Linked DNA regions of Mus musculus: region 2 is linked to region 1. A link is a contact called in public promoter capture Hi-C data. All regions are on one chromosome and are shown on one strand. The core of a region is the stretch at or near the end of the contact, and the rest is flanking DNA. Distances in the headings are between cores, read along the strand shown. Region 1 holds the start of 1700012A03Rik (RIKEN cDNA 1700012A03 gene). Region 2 has its middle 46 kb from the start of Akr1b3.

Region 1 (5,977 bases), core at 1,781-4,280:
ATTCTCATCTCCACCCAATAGGAAGCCCAGCCATTAACCTCAAGACCTAGCACACAGTGATGAATCTACCTCCTCCAGCACGGCTCCACCTCTTAAAGTTCCCACCATCACCTAAGACAGCATCACCAGCAGGGACCCAAGTCTTCAAACACATGAGCCCTTGGGAGACATTTTACATCCAAACCACAAAAGAGGGATAAAAACAAGAGGCCCCAATGATCAAGGCCACCGTCAAGTGGGTAACATGCTTGGGTCAAGGCTATTCCTTCAGAATGGCAACTGCTAAAATACACCAAATAAACAAATGAACAAAAAAAGGGAAGTGAAGGTGATCCAAGCAAAATTGTCCCTGGAAATGGGGTAGGGTGGTCTTGCCACTCATGTGACTTCTGTCCTTGGCCCAGAGATCATATGACCATCCTTCTGGAGGCTGTTGGAAAGGAAGGGGCAGGCTCTTCCTGGGGTTCTGCTCTTGCTACACCAGAGGGCCCAATGCTGACATGCTCCAGGCTGCTTGCCAGCTTTGGGCTTTTTCCTCAGACCTTTACAAGACATCCTTTGAAATTTATCTAATGGATGGGAGAACTGACACGGGCAGCTTGGACCGGCTCAAAGTCACAGCATGAATGTGCGTCAGGCTTGGGGCCAGACCCTCCACTCCCACTGTTGTCCTGAGGTTCTCCAGCCTGCCTGCTCCCCATCCCACCTCCTAAACATTCATTTCTCTGGTCTAACAAGGCTGCTCCTGCTCTTTGGCTCTGCTTACTTTAATATACACATAGATTACAGCTACATTAAAGGAGCCTGAAAATACCAAAGCAGAACTAAAGCAATTATTATAATGCAGCCTTAACAGCAGCTGTAATGAGACAGAATTAAAAATGTGCCAGCATAATCACAATCCGCTGTTCCCAACGACCTTCCAGAACTGCCTTCATTTGGAAAGAAACATCCAGTCCTGAACTGTCAGATGGAAAGGAAAAATTCAATTGTGCTGCCCCATGGGACCAAGTCCCTGGCCACCAAATCTGGCTCCTCCACACAAAGGCATCTGTCCTGAAGCTGCCACTGTGGGTTACTAGCCATTTGCTCATGGCGGGCAGAGGAGAGGGACATGGATGGGGGGCTGGTGTTCTTTCCATGGCACCAAGGATGGTTTATTCTGCTTCCATTTCCTTGCTGCTGAGGCTAACTGTGCCACACTGGAGGGGATTCAAGTCTGCTTAGCATCTCACTCCGCTTTCTCATGGCACGTGCTATGTGTCACAGATTATACTAACTCATGCTTCATGCTACTACAGTTATCCCACAATAACCCTGAGACGTCTGTTGGCTTACCCCTCTACTTTATGAACAAGGAAACAGAAACTTAGAGACACTTGTGTGGCCATTCAGAGCCAGGACCCAAAGCCTTGTCTTCAAAGTCTGGGAGATTGTTTCTCATGATTTTCTAGAGCCTCTTGCCCAGAGGAAGTCAAAGAGAAAGATATCTCAATGCATTTTACGTTACTCGTTTTGATGTGAGGGCCCAGGCTGGAGGGGACAAGGGAAGTTGAGGATAAAGTAAGGAAAGGAAACAGGAAGTACCTCAGTGGAAAGCTCCTGAAGGTCAACGCACCCTTGCCAGGAGGCATGGACACGTGAATGAATAACAGTGTATGCTCGTCTCATGTCAGTATCCATGGTCCTTCCAGAGAGTTCAGCAATGAGGAAGCGAAGTGTCAGGTGACAAAGGAGCCAGGAGGTGAAGCAAGATGAAGGGTGGGCTTCTCTTCTCAGGTTACTCTTGGGACCACTCAAATATGGTGACTTGGCTGTTCGTTCACTAACCTCAAATTAAGCTTCCTGGCTCCACAGCCATAAGTAAACCTGACCGACCACTCACATCACTCATGCTTGGCTTACTTTGGAGTCTCCTGGAAGTTGCTTTGGGTTTGGTTTTCATAGTTCTACTTCAACATCTCTCCAGGTGAGTCGGTCCCCACCTATACAGTTGGACAGAAGTGATACAGACAGTAGGAGTGAGGGTGATGAGCTATTATTCCTTTGTCCTCGTCTAACTGGGCAAGCTACAACACCAGGCAGTCAGGCTTTTTGTTTTTGTTTTCTGTGCTTTGTTTTCTTACTCCAGCCCTACACAGGCAATGTTCTACAATACTAATGCTACAAACAATGCCCTGTGCAACCTAGTGCAAAAACAAAACCATCTCCCTACCGCTGGGCATACTGCACAGGTGTTGTGAGTTCACAGTGTCTCTCTGCAGCTGACCTGGACTTTGGCCAAATATTTGCCCAAGTCTCTTCTTAACCCCACCTACCATAGCTCCCCACTTGAGGTAACCAATGGCAAGAGTTCCTTGTAGCATAATAACTGCACAAAAGCTCATTGCCATTTCTGGGGACCTGATGTCCAAAGCTTATTGCAAACTCAACTGTTTTCTATAGTGAGATGGCTGGTCCCCAGCTCACCCTGCATCCAAGGCACACAGTGTCCTGGAATCTAGCCACGTTTGTCAGCTTCTCTGGTTGCCTTGGCTGCGGGAATGAGGTTCTTAGCAAGAAATCTTTCCTAGCTCCAACCAGTGGACCATCACAGACTCTTTGTGACCGTCATTCTTCACTTCCCATTCCCATTTTATAGAGTAAGAACATAGCATATGTATCCATTTGATTTAAAGAGATCAGCATCCTGTGCCCAAGGATTTAGAGTAGCAGAAACCCTCATCCTGAGGTCAGATGTGATCCCTGCTTCTATTGGTTTGTGTCTGTTGGTCCTGCTTCTACTCTTTTGTGTCAACAGACAGAGATGCTTATAGTCTGACGTATCTCATCCCAACTTCCAGGTCAAGATGAGTTTCCTTAAAAGGTCGGGGCATGACACCCCAAGCAAGGAGGGTTAAGAACTCTACAGGGTAAACTGAGGGAATTTGTTGTCAATTTTCTTGCCTGGTTTCCAGAGAGGAAAGAGGAGCCCATCCTCTAGCTGTAAAGGAGGGTCTGTACTTCAGCGGTGAGTGGCAGGCTCAGGGTGGGGAGAAATCTCTATGTGCTTAGAGTCACCATCAGCCAACTGACACATCTGTGCTATGACATCAAGAGTTGACTGAAGACAGGGCAATTCATCTTCATGGAGATTGTTGCTAAGGCTTGCATTTCAAATGTATGAGAAAGTTGTGACCGTTTGAAGAAATAGAAACAAACAACAAAAATGCCCCACACAAAAGGATTTAGTTATCTAATACGTTTTTATTGCTGTTTGTTGGTTTTGCTGACTTGAGATGGGCCTCCCTCTGTAGTTCTCTTTGTCTTTTCTGGAACTCCCTGTATGGCCATAATGTATAGATAGCAATCTTACCTCCTCAACTTCCAGAGTGCTAGCATTCTAAGTGCAAGGGAGTCTGATGGAAACTTGCACACAGGGAACAGACCAACAAACAGCATCCGAGAGGCCTTTTTCAAGCTCTGAGCAGCCCCTGCTTGTCCCCAGCCCAACTCTGGGTTTTTGCATTGGTTTTCAGACCCCTTGGGTACAGGCAGTTCCAGGCAGCTCCAGCCAGAATCTCTTCTCCTACCTCCAGGCGCTAATGAGATGCAGAGAGGGGTCTGCAGTCCTGATGGAGTCCTTTGCAACTTTTGTTGCTGCTGCTTTTGAAAATATCTTTCTCTAGTCCTCTGCCAACAGTTTGTTAGCACGTGGCCTGGGTGAGTGAGTGGTTTTTTTAGCCCTCAAGACAGTATGATGCTCTCCTCATCTCCTCAGCCTCCAGTAGAGACATCTCCAGATTTTTGTCCACTGTGTCCCTAGGCAGATGCTCTGGAGCCTCTCCAACAGCTCCTGACACATATACACCAGACCCCTCCCTGGCCCCAAGTCCAGGGAGCCAGGTGTTAAATCCCATACTCCACAGAAGCAGTCTTTCCCCATCTGTCTTGCAAAGGTGTGAATGGGTTGACAGAAGATGAAGAAGGGGGGTGGGGGAAGGAGCGAAACTAGCATCCCTAGCAACCCCTCCCATTAGAACAACACCATCAAAACACACACACACACATACACACTCACACACATGTGCACAATTAGTCAGCCAACATCAACCATAGCCATAGCCAACAAACTAACTCCAGACCACCTCCCACTCTGGGGTGTCTAGAAAGAGTTAAATTTGGACTCTGGCCTCAGCTGACCCAATATGAGACTCTTCATTCTCAGTACATAAACATCCTTTTGCAATTATTGCCAGTCAGCCTCAGTTTTCCAGAAGAGCAATATGCCTGTTCATACCACCTGTAACTTAACACCCAGCTCACACAGGACCATTTCTTTTCATGAGACTCAGTAGAGTTAAGCTTTCAAGTGGGCCCTTCTAGGCAGGTGTTTCTGGCTTTATCTGCATAGCCACGATGATCAGCCACCTACCTACTCCAGGAAGGCAGCGTCTGCCTCTATGTGGCTTCCCCTCTTCCCTGCCTTTGCTAATAAAGTTCTCAAACACACACTTCTGCTTCTCAAGCAAGCTACAATAAACCAGCCACATGCCATGAGCCACATGTGTACTGTTTGCCCAAAGCAGAGTACTCCCTAGCCAGGGTCACCTCATCCTGACCACCTCCCACTTCTGGACACGTATCCCATTCTCCTGAACCTCACTGGGCATTCATCTTCACTGTTCCATGTCGGCACATGTCTCCTCATATCCCTCTCTTTCTTCACTTATACAATAATGACGTGCTTCATCCTGAGTTAGTGGGGAGCTCGGGCTTCGGGGGAATTCTGCCTAAAATACATTTTACAATATTTATTTTGTGGCGTTGGTTCTATTTGGGCGAGTGTTTACATAGCATGCTTCCTTCATTTCTTCTTACCGCAAATTCTCGGCATCTATCTTGCAAAGGTGTGAACGGACTTGACAAAGCACAGAGAAAGGAAGAGAACAGAAATAATCTGCATGTTCTTACTGCCACGTCACAGCCACTATGTGCATACAGTCCACATATACCCCTCTACACACACACACACATACACATACACACACACACACACACACACACACACACACACACACACACACACACATTTAGCCAGTCAAGATACAGCATGGGCTAACACTTAAGGTCCAAAGAGAAACTACAGTTTATATGGTTCTTATAAATGGCATACCTTTTAGATTCAAACTCTCTTTTAAAATGCAAGTTTAATGAATGTCTGTCACTGCTAACCCTAATGCGTTTGGATCTGTTTATGGGACCGTATTGTGTAGTTACAACTATTTGGATAGAAACTCCTCAGCAGATCTCTCAAGCTTCTGCAGATTTTTCTGAGCATGCCCAGAAGACAAGGATCTGACTGCCCATGGCCTGGGTCTTTTCTCAGGGTTGCATTTGTACCAAAAAATCTTACAGAATTAGGCCATGGCTCCCTCTGGGACCCACTGGCAAGCTTGCCTCTTGCTATTAAAAAACAAAAAAGTAGATTCCCCAGTCTCAGCTTTCCTCAGCCGCAACACAAGCCCAGCACACTTACCACATCAGTATAGGCATTCCCATGGGGCATAGGGCACAAAGGGAACCCAGGCTCTTGTATGGTGCTCATGCTGATTGCTGTGTATGAGTTTCAGAACCCTTTATCTCCATCCCATATAAAACTCAGGAGTTTCATGCTTCCTGGAAGCTAGTAAGAAGCTAACATAGTACCCTCTGGTTAATCCCAGATCCCTCACAGACCTGACAGTCACTCCAATGGTTCTTTCTCCATATTTTCTCATAGCATGCTTCTCTCAGACTAAGTCAGCTTTATCTTATTTGGTATATCTGCTGTTTCCAGAGGAATACATTCAATCTCTCTGTTCTTGGTGGTTAGCTCTAAAGTCATCACCTTAGACTTTACATAATTTGAAATGAAACAAAATTTCCATCCTTTGGATCCCCACCCTACTCCCATCTTCCACAGTGCTTGTTGGGACCCAACATTTGAGTTCCCTCT
Region 2 (5,977 bases), core at 2,072-4,571, 2.2 Mb before region 1:
ATGAAACAGAGGTCTCAGTGTGGTCCAGGGACTAGTCAGATGGCCTTTGAAACTTTGCTTCCTAAATGTCTCTGTCTGTCTCTATGTTTCTCCTCCTCTTCCTCCTTGTCACCTCCCCTCCTTCCCTCTGTAGGATCCACATGGTTGCTAGCCTGGAACACAGAAGGGATGCTCTTACTTCAGGCCTTCTGAAGTCTGTTCCCACTGCATGGGGATAAGCTTTCCATCTGAGGCGCCTAGGTCTTATCCTCTACTCTTACGTCAGTGTCAATTTAGATGTCACATCTCATCCCAGGATGAAACCAGCCTTCCCCATATATTCCAGCACTGGGCTCTGCTCTGTTCTCTTCCCAACACATCTCACCACTTGCTTCTGATTCACTGTTTTTCTTATACCTAAGGAGTGTCCATCTCAGTAGAACTTGGGCTCTCTGGATCCAGGAGGTTTCAAGCCTTGTGCTCTCTGTTGGATCTGTGAGGATTCAGCCACACAGCATACTCTTGGAAGCTGTTTATGGGTAAATGGTGGGTAGATGGATGGATGGGTGGGTGGATGGAGGGATGGGTATAGGACATGAACTCATTTATGGATGGGTGGATGGATGGATGGATAGATGGATGGGTATATGTATGGATGGGTGGGTGAATGGATGGATGGATATGGGACATAAGCTTTTTTTCCCCATGGTATACATGGGTTCTGAGGAAATTGAATACTTTTGGAGGAACATAGCTTAGCCACACTTGGCCTCTTCAGCAGCAATGGCAGGCCAGTGCTCATAACCTCATTCCTATTTTCAGATCTTCTGAAAAACACAGACATCTTAGGGCTACCTGGGACATCTGCTCCCTACAGCTGATATCATGTTGCTCTGGAATCTTCTACTGTTATCCCATTCTAGACCTTGTTTCTATCTCTGTCCACTACCCTGAAGAGGCTGATTGGCTTCCCTCTCTTGTTTACAGTGAAGAGGTGGGCTGGGTTCCCTCTCCTGCTCACTGAGGAAGTGGGCTAGCTTCTCTCTCCGGTTACAGCTTTGCACACGTAAGTTTCCTGTTCCTTTTAGTATGCCTCTGTCCCTCAGAGATTTTTGTTCCTTAAACAGAAACTTCCAATAAGAGGGGAGTCTTAGCAAGAAAAGGCAGGAGAGAGGATGGAGAGACCAGAAATAGTGGCATCTGGTTGGCAGTGTCTAACTGTCTCTTGGGATATCTTAGCTCTCCAGCACCAATGGTAAATCCCACCTTACTGTCCCCCAGGGATCCTGATGCTGTTCCCTGGCTCCCTAGTCCTCCAGGTTCCCCTTTTAGATGAAGAATGGCCCATAGGAAGGACATGTCTCCTTCAAGCTTCAGGGGATTGCCACCAAAGGCAGTAGCAATGGCATCCTTTATAAAGTTTTGATTCCCAAATAAACTCATTTGTAAAATATTGAGCTACTCTGGAGACAGATTGTTAGCCTGAAACCCCTTCTCATCCCCCGAACAAGCTGGGAAACCCCGTCTGTCCTCCTTCCCCCAACCCCACATGCATAGAGAAAACTCCAGACTAACAAGCCATCACCCACCCCCATCTCTGTGGTTTTGGCAACCCTCCCAAGAGTGCCAGCCCAGGGGCCCAGTTTTTGAGCATATATGAGCATGACCCCAGCTGCTAGCTGACTCATCATCCCTTCTCATCTAAGGACCATAAAACTCCCCTTCGGTAGCCTAGGCTTGTGACTTCACTCGCCTTCACCTGTGAGATTGGTGAACCCATCGGAGAGTCACTTCCTAATAAACCTGTCTTTATTTACTTTTAATCTGGTCTAATCTGGCCTATATCTGCATCATGGAGGGAGAGAAAATGTCTATCACAAATCTCTTGTCTTTTCATTTGATCAATAAGGAAAAAGAGGGACAGAAACAATAGATGACTTACCCATTGTGGTGGATTGAAAAGGTCCCATAGACATATGTGTTTGAGTGCTTGGCCCATAGGGGTGGCACTATTAGGAAGTAGGGCTTTGTTGGATTAGCTGTGGCCTTGTTGGAGGAAATGTGTCACTATAGGGGCAGGCTTTGAGGTCTCCTATGTTCAAGTACTTCCAGTGTGGCTCCCAGTCCCCTTCTGACACATGTGGATCAAGATGTAAAAGTCTTCGCTCTCCCAGAACCACGTCTGCCTGCATACTGTCATGCTTCCCACCACAATGATAAGACTAAACCTCTGAAACCATAAGCCAGCCCCAATTAAATGTTTCTTTTTTATAAGAGTTGCCTTGGTCATGGTGTCTCTTCACAACAATAAAGTCCTAACTAAGACACCCATGGTCATGGAAATGATAGTTTCAAAGCTAGGAGTTGAGATCTTAACTGCTATCCAGAGGGTCTCTTCTGGACCCCAGGATGCTTCAAGGACTGACTCTCCCACACAAGATGTGCATGCATTCATGCCGCTTAACAAATAATTCCTCAAAACAGTCAAATCTGGAAACGTACCCCATCCACCCAAAATTGTTGCATAAGGGACTGCCACAGTTATTTCAAATTATCACCTCTTCCTATCTAACCCCCACACTTTACAAATTCCAACCCCACACTTCCAAACAGGTACTTAGAGTTTAGGCATCTCTCTAGACACTCTGAAAATCTGTAAAAAGATCCTTATCTTTTTGGAGGAAATTTCACTTTAAAGTTTCAGCTAATGACTTCTCCAGCAGTGGAACAAGTGCACCTTCAAATGTCAGCTCTACACAAGAGAGAAAAGCTCTAAGACCCAGCCTGATCAGAAAATCCTATGTCAAGTGCTACTGGTGCTATGGAGTTTACGTAAGCTCCCAGAATTAGCACCTCCTCCTTCATCTGCACCCCTAAAAAGTGATGATGGGAGCCCCAGATGTGCACAAAACATTGCTTTCTTCTTGGCAGCATGAAAGGGTATGTCACATGACTTTGCTTCCCAAGGCCAGTGATAAATCACACTCCTAGAGAATCTATGTGTCAGTATTCACGGTATTGATATTTTTTGTTTATTAATCCTGTTAGTAATACTCCACCCAGGAGGGGAACGAAAACACATGACAAACAACTATGAAAAGAACTACCTCGTTCAAAGGCCTGCTGCTTCTCTTGGGAGCAGCTTATGCATCACCTGGGTGCACATAGGATGGCTGAGTTGGTGCAGAAGGGAGCACAGCAGAGGCTCCCTCCCCAAGACCCTGGGAGAGCTCAGTTGGAGGACTCTCTTCCTGCAAGGAGAGCTGCAGTCAGACATTATTCTAATCCAGTCCTACCGAATTCAGTACACACACTGAGAACACAATACACTGTTAGAAAACAGACCACAGAAAAAGCAGGCTGTTCAGTTGGCTGGCTGGCATCGAAGGAGCAGCCTGGGAACTAAATGCTGATCTGGATGCAACAGCAACACAGTGAATGTTTCAGCCCTCATTTTAGCTTACTTGCATGGAGCGCAGTAGGCTCAGGATTAACATCAGGCCCGAGTCCCATTGATACATTTCCACCTGCTCGAGGGGATCCATCGAGGATTAGGCTCTCCCAGTGCCTCTTCTGGGAAAGCCTGCTGCAACTGGGCTCCCCTGAACCCTCATCAAATGTGGCCATTTCTCCCTAGTGTTTGTTAGCCCTGTGCCTAGTTTATAGTAACCCACTGGGCGGCTAGCTGTGCACAATCTATGATTTTAGTTTACTTCGTCTTCTTTTTTTTTTTAAACCACCCCCAAACAAGCTGCACTGAAATGGACAGTTTCTGTGTGCCTCTGCTTGGCAGCAGTCTAATACCAATGTCTTAACGCTTGCATCCTAAATTCAGAGATGGGAAATTGTTAGAAAATAGCTGACCTTGAGCGCGGGAATTCTCTGCTTATCACTGTGCTTCATATACCCTTCTTGGATTTTAAGAAATTGTTTATCTCACGTGCTTGTATGAGTTTATGCAAGAGCCCATGGAGGCCAGCCAAGGAGGGCATCAGATACCCTGGAATTTGAGCCATAGACAGTTGTGAGCCACCATATGAGTGTTAGGAACTAACCCCAGATCCTCTGCAATGACAGTAAGCGCTCTTAGCTGCTGAGCCACCACCCAGACCTCCAAAACCTCCAAAGTTTTACAAAGTTGTTTTTCCTTTCAACTGTCATACGCACACAGGTTTGGGTATGTGTGTATAGGTGAAGATGCTCACGGAGGTCAGAGGTGTTGATATTCCTCCGGTACTAAAGTCACAGGAGATATGAGTTGCTGTGAACTCAGATCCTCTGCAAGACCAGCATGCACTCCTACCTGCTGGGCCACCTCTCTGGCCCCCTTCTAGGATTTTGAGACAATGGAAAGGTTAGTGGTTTAAAAAATGAGTAAGGAAAAGGCATAAGTTTCCATAGTTATAGAGACTTTTTTTACCCCTCAAATGAATAATAATTCCAATTATAACTATCCCACAGGACTATTGCGAGGCTCAAATAAGATAATGTGCATATGAAAGCTCTTTGCTGGGAGGGAAGCATGATATGGGTATAAGGTGTTATTATCCCTTTAATCTTTCTAGTCTCATAATGGAGAAAAATTTCCAAAGACAAATTGGGAGCTCATTTCCATCTCTCAGCTGCCTCGCTGCTACATGATGTCCATGACAATGAAATGCTGCAGAGGAGTGTGGCGAGATCCAAACAAACAGCCGCGTGGCTGGTGTAAAAGTGTCATCCCTCCAGCGCCGCTGGGGACAGCAGAATTCTCCTTCAGGCTTCTGGGATACAGCACTGGCTAAGGCACTAATTCACATAAGGCCACAAATAATGTCGTCTGACAAGACCTTCATTTCATATATCCAAACTTTCTGTTCCTCTATAGAGGGCATCCTGCAGGAGTGGCTGTTGTCTGTGAGGGTGGCGAGTGACATCTCCAGAAGTAGATGCCCCCCATCTGCCTGGGCCTTCTTTCTTTGCAACTGACATAGTCACTCTCCAAGAATATTAGTTACTTTCCCATCACTGTGAAGAACGGGAGACGGTTTAGGAAAGAAAGGGTTTATTTTGGCTGGCAGTTTGAGGGTGCAGTCTACCATGGTGCATAAGTCCAACACAATGCCTCATGAATGTACGGTGGTAGGAACGAAGCAGCTGGTCACATTGCACCTGTAGTAATGAAGCAAAGAAAGATAGATGCTGCTGTTTACCTTGCCATCTCCCACTTACTCCAAACCCAGCCTATGAGTGGTACCACCCTCATCTCAGCAACCCACTCTAGAAGCTCCATCACAGACATGCCCAAAGACTTGTCTCCTAAATGATCCCAGATCCTGTCAAATTGGTCATCAATATCAACTACTATACCAACAAGGTACAAAAAGTGATGACCACTCGTGGCTCTCAGTTGAACTTGGGAATTGTCCTCAGCCCAAGATACTCCAAGCCCCATCTTCTCAGATCTCTATGGCTGGTAGTTACAGGGAGGGTGGTCTCAAGGTGGGATGCCTCTGAGGGGCTCCTGAGTTCTCTAGAGGATAAACTGATGCTGTCATACAGCTGCTCAATTTGTGTCACTTTGCATCTGTAGTATCTGTCCTTTCCAGATATTGTCCCTAGAAGCTGTGTTGATCTCTAAGGGGATCAACCTGTGACGCCTTCAAATGATGAATGGTTGCTGGTCTGCAGGGACAGTGACATGCTGAGTCCTCAGACGCTGGGAGGGTCCCATGTTGGTCTGTGTCTCCAAGCCAGATGTTTAGTTATCATCAGCATTTCCCAGTTGCCCCAGGGGTGAAATGAAGAAGTGAGGACTTGACAAATCTGAGGTGGGGCAGTGAGCTCTGGAAGAGGGGAGGAGTACCAGTCAGCAGCATTTGTGACCTTGCCTCCCTCATTCGGAGGATGCATGTCTCAGTCACTGGCAATACGATTCAAAAGCTCTTTACTCTGCAAACCAAGAGGCCCAGACTCACTCTTCAGAGGGAATGTCTTTTGTTACAGAATGGCGGGCCTG

What was found. Promoter capture Hi-C pulls out the DNA fragments that hold promoters and counts their contacts.
Region 2: a contact with region 1 is called in a promoter capture Hi-C map of hippocampal neurons, with 5 times the contacts expected there. The contact joins the enhancer-like site here to the promoter of 1700012A03Rik in region 1. A contact is called at or near these places in 5 of 39 promoter capture datasets (the HPC-7 cell line, cranial neural crest, hippocampal neurons and 2 more).

The regions. Positions count from the first base shown.
Region 1 is chr6:32,047,341-32,053,317 of GRCm38.p6, reverse strand. It overlaps 1700012A03Rik (RIKEN cDNA 1700012A03 gene), which reads right to left and starts at 3,030. Exons shown (of 3, transcript NM_029587.3): 1 at 2,947-3,030; 2 at 1,588-1,985. The coding sequence starts at 1,683.
Region 2 is chr6:34,268,310-34,274,286 of GRCm38.p6, reverse strand. No RefSeq gene overlaps it. Among named protein-coding and RNA genes, the nearest start is that of Akr1b3, 46 kb to the left of the region's middle. Within about 2 kb of position 3,321, at least 20 of the 459 cell types and tissues checked have an H3K27ac peak or open chromatin away from gene starts, as enhancers often do. A contact at or near this core is called in hippocampal neurons, where this site is marked.